Linked DNA regions of Athene noctua: region 2 is linked to region 1. A link is a contact called in public Hi-C data. All regions are on one chromosome and are shown on one strand. Each heading gives the region's core, a stretch centred on a gene start, on an enhancer-like site or on the middle of the called end of the contact. The rest is flanking DNA. Distances are from core to core; before and after follow the strand shown.

Evidence for each region. Hi-C and Micro-C count contacts between places; a contact is called where the count stands out from the background.
Region 2: a contact with region 1 is called in a Hi-C map of heart, with 4 times the contacts expected there. The contact joins the promoter of UCKL1 here to the promoter of TCEA2 in region 1. A contact is called at or near these places in 2 of 2 Hi-C or Micro-C datasets (heart and liver).

The regions. Positions count from the first base shown.
Region 1 is chr16:15,511,005-15,514,849 of bAthNoc1.hap1.1, forward strand. TCEA2 (transcription elongation factor A2) reads right to left here and starts at 2,239. Exons shown (of 12, transcript XM_074919957.1): 1 at 2,040-2,239; 2 at 763-858; 3 at 461-669.
Region 2 is chr16:15,661,104-15,664,948 of bAthNoc1.hap1.1, forward strand. UCKL1 (uridine-cytidine kinase 1 like 1) reads left to right here and starts at 2,010. Exons shown (of 15, transcript XM_074920515.1): 1 at 2,010-2,102. The coding sequence starts at 2,053.

The DNA of each region.
Region 1 (3,845 bases), core at 989-3,488:
CTATCTGTAGATTTCTACCAATTTTACCTGAAATTGGTAGTCATCCAGAGAAATGGCAGGGACAGAAGCACTAGCCAAGTCACCCTTCAGCAGCACTCAGCAGATCTCAGCCTGGAGTATGTCCAACTCTGTTCAGCTGGCTCTTTCCTCCCATCCCCCTTCCACACAAGGCCATCTATTGCTCACATTTAACAGCACATTTAAAACACCAACCACTCCAAGCCCATTTGCAGCGCAAGACCTACAGAGCCTACGATCGTAGAGAAGCGAAGCAGCCTGCACTGACAGACCCTGTCCTGGGATCCAGTCCTCCCTACGCAGAAGGGCCGTTTCCGATTCCCCAGCTGCCAGTGCCACCCTACAGAACAGATGCTGAGAAAGCCAAATCAAAGCAAAGTCAAAAGCTTTGAGCGCGCGCACACAAGCAACTCACACCAGCATAAACCACACGTTACCGTACCCAGAGCGAGCGACTTCCCACTCAGGCAGTTTCACACCTTTCCGTTCCTCCAACAGCCAAACGGGCTCCATTAAATCCAGCCCTTAACATACAAAATGACCCGGTGATTCCTGTCTCCGTTATCAGAAATGGAGCCACTTGGCACAGTGGCAGCAAATGGGGATCCATGCAAAAACTAGAGTAACAAACAGGTACTCCAGGCAACCATCCTGCAGGAAGAGTTTGCAAGTTAGCCGATATACAGTAAACACGCTACGGTTCAGTACCATATAAAATGCCAACCAAGAGGAAACGTTGCATACCGCTCAGTTTAAGAAGCTGCCTCTCTCTCTCAATGAAGCTTGGAAGCAAATTCTGCAAGGTTGCTCCTTTCCTATTTCAACAATGGTGTTGAAAACCTGCCATCAACGGGAACAGACATCACAGGCTGCAGTTTAGCCCAAACGCGCTTCCCTGGGTTGTTACAACAGCTACATGAGTGCCAGCACTCACCCCTATCCACGGCTGGCAGAGCCAGTCCAGCCTCCAGAAGTTCACATGACAACCGCACCCCATCACCCAAATACACATTCCCCAAAGCCCTTCCCCTCCTCGCCCACCCCTTCCCCTTCCCCACAGCCCTCCCTGGCCCAAAAAGCCCTCTCCCCCATCCCAAACATAGATCGACAGCCTACCTCCTTCACAAACCCTCAGCACCCATCTTGCTGCCTTAGCACTTGCATAACACTTTGTCCTCGTAGGAGCAGCAACACACAGAGCCCATTGGGCAGGGAAATACTTGCTCTGTCCCCCCCAGACAGCGACAACAGCTACAACACACCCTGCGAGACCCACAGCGTGCAGAGAGCGGCAAGGCCAGCCCTCCACGCTCCAAAGGCCACATGAGAGTGAGCAGAAGTGGTGCTAGCATGGGATGGGGATGCAGGAGGCAAATACAGAAGCACTGGGGGTTTTCCTGAGGGCACAACAGAGCCCCAGGCCAGTGCTGGGGGGCAGTGCACAAGGATCCCCCTTGCCAAGGGCCCCAATGGGATGGAGGGGGGCGGAGGGCTGAGGATGCTGCCCTGGGGGGAAACACCCCAGCAGGCAGCACAGGGTGAACCCCAGGGTGCTGAGCTGTGGGGCAGGGGGTGCATGAGGCCCGGGTGGGGGGCACAGCGTGGGAAGGATGGGTTGTCACAGCAGCAAGGGGGGGGGAAAACATGGAGCCACCGCCCCCCAGTAACAGACAGCGCGATGGAAAGGGGTGGATCCTACACCGGAGCCCACGGGGAGGGAGCCCACCCCACTGCAAGCCGGTCCCGGGGAGAGAACCCCACCTTGCCTGGGGGGAGGCTTCTGCTCCACCACAGCGACGGGGGCCGCACAGAGAGCGAGGCCCCCAAAATGGGGGATGAGGAAAGGGGGGGTCCCCCTCATAACGGGCACTGAGGGAGAAGTAGGGGGGGGCCCTACAGCGCGGCAGCGAGAACAGGAGCCCCGCGGAGGAGGCGGCCCCGGCCGCTGGACCAGAAACCGGGTAAAGGGGGAGGCCCCCTGACCCCAACCGGGCTGCGGGGGCCCGGCCGCCGCCACTCACCGCGCTCTTCTTGGCCACCATCTTGTCCAACCGCCTGGCGATACGCACGATCTCCTCCTCCCCGCCCATCGCGCCGCTCCCCGCGGCGGCCGGTCCCGGGGGCCGGACGAGGCGGGGGAAGGAGGCGGGAGGGAGGGGGGGGTTGGCGGCGGCTGCCCGGTGCCCACCACAGCCCCCGGTACCGCAGTCAGGGCGGGCGGCGCGCGCGGCACGATGGGAGTTGTAGTCCTCCAGAGGGGCCGCCCGCCTCTTCCTGCCGCGCGGCGGGACTACAACTCCCAGCGTGCCCCGCGCCCGCCCGGCCCTTGCCGCGGGGCATTGTGGGGGCTGTAGTCCGTCCCCTCACGGCCCGCCGGCCGCCGCCCTGCGGGAGCGCGGAAGGGGAGCGCCGTGGTCTCCCCTCGCGGTGCCGTTTCAGGGCTCCTTGAGACAGCAGGGACACACGTGTCCCAAGTTGTTGCCGCGGGGCATCTGTGACTGAGCCAGGTCACGTCTCCCTCAGCCTGGCACCCCCCAGGTGGATGCTGCCCCATCCCTCGGGGAGCGCCCCCAGCCGAGGGCTCACTGAGCTGGGCCTCAGGCGGCCCCACCACCACAGAGGCCTGAGCACCGCTGCACCCACACACACCCCAGGCAGGGTGGGAGCAGGGAGCCCTGCTCTTTGTAACTTGCCCAGCCCCACCACAGGTGGGCCTCGCTTCACTCCTGCACCAGCCGCAGGTGAGCTGATCCCGATGGAGCCGCAGCGCTGCCTTGAAGACGACTCGAATCAGCAATCCTGTGGTGTTCGGGGCCAGGGAAGCAGCTCCAGCAGTGACTGAGCACCACAAGAATATCACCTATGGCAGCAGTCCTGCTGTGGGTTACTCTCAGTGCTGCGGTTAGCCCCGCTGCCTGGCTAAACGGAGACGTGGGGCTGTGCAGCCAGTCCAGCGTGACCTTAGGAACTTGGGACTAATTAACAGAAGGGTGGAGAGGGAACGGATGGCTTGGGGGTGCCCAGGCCAGGGCACGTAGCCCCCCTGTAGGTGGCACTCGTAGACTGCGTGAGGGCAGCACGTTCCCCCGGGAGCTGCACGATGGGACTCGCTCGATGCTGAATATTGTTGCTCTCTCCAGCTGGTTCCTGGCAGGGGGACAACGTCGAAGCCTCCTCCTGCAACAGCCGGCTTCACAGCCCTTGCCAAGCACGGATGTTTCAGAGAAGGCCCTGACTGTGCTGGTAAAGAGCGGCCGTGTCCTGCCTCGGCGGGGCTGCCGATCAAGCGAAAGCATGGAGATGTGCTACGTGTGGCCTCAGGCTGCACAATGAGGCGTTGGGAACCAGGGCTCCCTGAGCTCCCCTCCAGCCTCGCTCTGTCCTCTGGCAACTGAGTCACTGAGGGCAGAGGTAACTTTACCAGCACACAAAGGTGGGGAGGATTGAGCAGATCTTAAACCTCTCTGGGGTGGCTGATCCCCAAGATGCCCATTAGGTACCTAAAGCTGCCAGCTTGCTAATCTTTATGGTAGCTCTCATGGAGTTGGACAGACCTTTGGGATTCCCTCGAGCAAGAGCCACTCCCCAGATATGCAAGACACGTTTCGATTCATCCCCCAAACCAGAGGTGCCCTCAGACCAGACCCGAGCTCCAGACCCTCTTCTCCTTGGCATGACACTTGGCGCTACCTTGAAACTTTTTGGCTTGGCCCCATGTTTGTGAATGCGAGTTCCCTCCAACCAGCCGTCTGGAGCGTCTGCAGCATCTGGAAAGCCTCCATCCCTTGGCAGGGTCTGGCTGTGAAGCGAGGGGGTGCCATTTTGGA
Region 2 (3,845 bases), core at 760-3,259, 150 kb after region 1:
GCCAGATTTAGGCCGAGCTCCCCGTCGCTGACCACTAACCCCCCCGCCCCGGTTCCCGGTGGCTCCCCCAGGGCCTGACGGGGACCGTGGGAGTGGTGCTTGCCCCGGCCCCCCCAAAAAGTGGCACCACAAAGCGCAGCCCCGGGGGTCCCGGGTGGGAGAAGGGAGCGTGAGGCCGAGCAGGTCCCGTCCTGTGCCCGAGGCCCCCGCGGGGCTGGGGGGGACCCGGCCCTTTGCTCCCCAGCACCCAGTGACCTGTTCAGGGCGCGGGGCCACCCAGATCCCCCCGCTGCCCCCCAGCTCTGCTGGGCTGCGGGGTGCTGTGTGGGCGCTGGGTGCTCCTGCGCGGCTGCCCCACAGCACCCACAGCACCCACCCACACCCCACAGCACCCACCGGCCCCCCTAAAGCACCCATCTGCCCCCCTAAAGCACCCACCTGCCCCCTAAAGCACCCACAGCACCCATCTGCCCCCCTAAAGCACCCACCTGCACCCCACAGCACCCATCTGCCCCCCTAAAGCACCCACCTGCCCCCTAAAGCACCCACAGCACCCATCTGCCCCCCTAAAGCACCCACCTGCCCCCTAAAGCACCCACCTGCCCCCTAAAGCACCCACAGCACCCATCTGCCCCCCTAAAGCACCCACCTGCACCCCACAGCACCCATCTGCCCCCCTAAAGCACCCACCTGCCCCCTAAAGCACCCACAGCACCCATCTGCCCCCCTAAAGCACCCACCTGCCCCCCTAAAGCACCCACAGCACCCATCTGCCCCCCTAAAGCACCCACCTGCCCCCTAAAGCACCCACAGCACCCATCTGCCCCCCTAAAGCACCCACCTGCCCCCCTAAAGCACCCACAGCACCCATCTGCCCCCCTAAAGCACCCCCCTGCACCCCACAGCACCCATCTGCCCCCCCTAAAGCACCCACCTGCCCCCTAAAGCACCCACAGCACCCATCTGCCCCCCTAAAGCACCCATCTGCCCCGCTAAAGCACCCACCTGCCCCCCTAAAGCACCCACAGCACCCATCTGCCCCCCTAAAGCACCCATCTGCCCCGCTAAAGCACCCACCTGCCCCCTAAAGCACCCACAGCATCCATCTGCCCCCCTAAAGCACCCACCTGCACCCACAGCACCCATCTGCCCCCCTAAAGCACCCATCTGCCCCGCTAAAGCACCCACCTGCCCCCTAAAGCACCCACAGCATCCATCTGCCCCCCTAAAGCACCCACCTGCACCCACAGCACCCATCTGCCCCCCTAAAGCACCCACAGCACCCATCTGCCCCCCTAAAGCACCCACCTGCCCCCTAAAGCACCCACAGCACCCATCTGCCCCCCTAAAGCACCCACCTGCCCCCCTAAAGCACCCACAGCACCCATCTGCCCCCCTAAAGCACCCCCCTGCACCCCACAGCACCCATCTGCCCCCCTAAAGCACCCATCTGCCCCGCTAAAGCACCCACCTGCCCCCTAAAGCACCCACAGCACCCATCTGCCCCCCTAAAGCACCCATCTGCCCCGCTAAAGCACCCACCTGCCCCCTAAAGCACCCACAGCATCCATCTGCCCCCCTAAAGCACCCACCTGCACCCACAGCACCCATCTGCCCCCCTAAAGCACCCATCTGCCCCGCTAAAGCACCCACCTGCCCCCTAAAGCACCCACAGCATCCATCTGCCCCCCTAAAGCACCCACCTGCACCCACAGCACCCATCTGCCCCCCTAAAGCACCCACCTGCCCCCTAAAGCACCCACAGCACCCATCTGCCCCCCTAAAGCACCCACCTGCCCCCCTAAAGCACCCACAGCACCCATCTGCCCCCCTAAAGCACCCACCTGCCCCGCTAAAGCACCCACAGCACCCATCTGCCCCCCTAAAGCACCCCCCTGCACCCACAGCACCCACCTGCACCCTCACTCCCCCCCCCCCCGCCGCCTCTCTCCGTTCCCCGGTCCCGCACTACAAGTCCCGGGGAGCCCCGCGGCTGCACCGCCCCGGTCCCCGCCGCTTCCCCGCCCGCTCCCGCCTCTCCCCGGCAGCACCATGGCCGCGGCCCCGGTGGCCGAGGGGGCTCCGGTGGAGCCGCACGACAGGTAAGAACCCCCCCCCCCGCACCCGGCATCCTCTCCCCCCCCCCCCCCACTCCCCGTTACAACCCCACCCGCGACGGGACCGGGATCGCAACGCCCCGGAGCCGCCGGGAACCGGCGGCTCCGGGGCGTTGCGATCCCGGTCCCGTCCCACTTCCGCGAGTGGGGCCTCCCCGATCCCATCGCTCCTTTCCCTCTCACCTCCCTCCCTCTCGAAAAAAAAAAAAAACCAGAAAAAAACCCAACAAACAACCCCTTTGCCTCTCCCCATCCCAGCAAACACCACTACGGATGCTTCCCGCTGCAAATAGCCCCCCCCCCCCAAAAAAAAAATCATTTCCAAACCGGGCTCGTTTCCATCGCTCGGTTTTTCCTAACCACCCCCCTTTTTGTTTTTTAATTTTTTAAAAAAAATTTTTAATTACCTTAATCTCATTTAATTTGCAAACGAGCTGCCGCATGCCTCCGCTCCAACGAGCACAAGGTGCTGGCGGAGCGGGAAAAACTGAGTTTGCTACCGAAAAAAAAAAAAAACCACAAAACCAAAACCCCCAACCGTGACGGATTCAGGTTATTTTTTTTCCCCCCTCCCCGCTCCCATTTTCAACACAATCCTCAAGCGTGGAGGAGCGACACCGCTCCCAAACGCCAAATAACCAGCTTTGGAATGTCACCAGAGCGGGGATAAACCTGGTTTTAGGGATGTGAACATCCTGGCTTCGAGGATACCAGCCCTGCAGCTTGCGCCGAACCAACCCCGGGGATTTTTCAGCGCCTTAAATAACGAATCTGGCAGCTGCCTGCGACGGCGTCGCCTTTGCCCTTCCTGTGAGTCAGTGGCGGGTCGCAGGGAGGCTGAGGATGAGGAGGGGAGGAAGGAGCCGCCCCGAGGAATGAGTAACCGGGTTGTATAACCGAGCCCCTTCCAGCGCGGAGCGAGGCGCTGGGGCGGGGGTGACCGGTTCCCGCGGCCCTCCTTGGGTATAAATAGCAGCGAGATAATTGGGTTTGAAGAGGGAAATGTTTGTCCTTTTGTCGTTAGGAATCGGAGGCCTTAATAGAGCTGGGAGAGAGCGTGTGTGGGCTGAGCTGCTCCGGGGTGGCTCTGCCCGGGCCAGGATGGCGGCGGAACGTGGCGACGGGCCGGGGAGAGGCGGGTGGGACGTTGGGTGGGTTTGCAGGAGGGACACGGCGCGGGCACGGCGCGGCGGGGCTGACGGGCAGCTGCCCGGCACTTCTGGAGCTGCTGGCAGTGGGGTGGCAGGAGGGTCTCTCCAATCCCATGGATGTCCCTCCATCCCTTGGGCAAGTCCCTCTGTCCCTTGGATGGATGCCTCCATCCCTTGGGTAGGTTCTTCCATCCCTTGAGCAGATTCTTCCGTCCCTTGAGCAGGTTCCTCCATCCCTTGGGTAGGTTCCTCCATCCCCTGAGCAGATTCTTCCGTCCCTTGAGCAGGTTCCTCCATCCCTTGAGCAGGTTTCTCCATCCCTTGAGCAGGTTTCTCCATCCCTTGAGCAGGTTTCTCCATCTCTTGGGCAAGTTCCTCCATCGCAACGTTTGGGGCTTCCTGGCGCCTTTCCTTGGGTGCTCCCTGAACAAAACTCGTCCTTGGGCCTGTCTTGCTCGCGGGGTGGTGGGATCCAACCCCATGTCACCCTTGTCCCTGGACGGAGGGGTTCCTGCTGTGGAGCCCCAGGTTTTGCACCAGGCTGTTGCGATGCGACTGCCTTCGGCTTAAGTTAAAG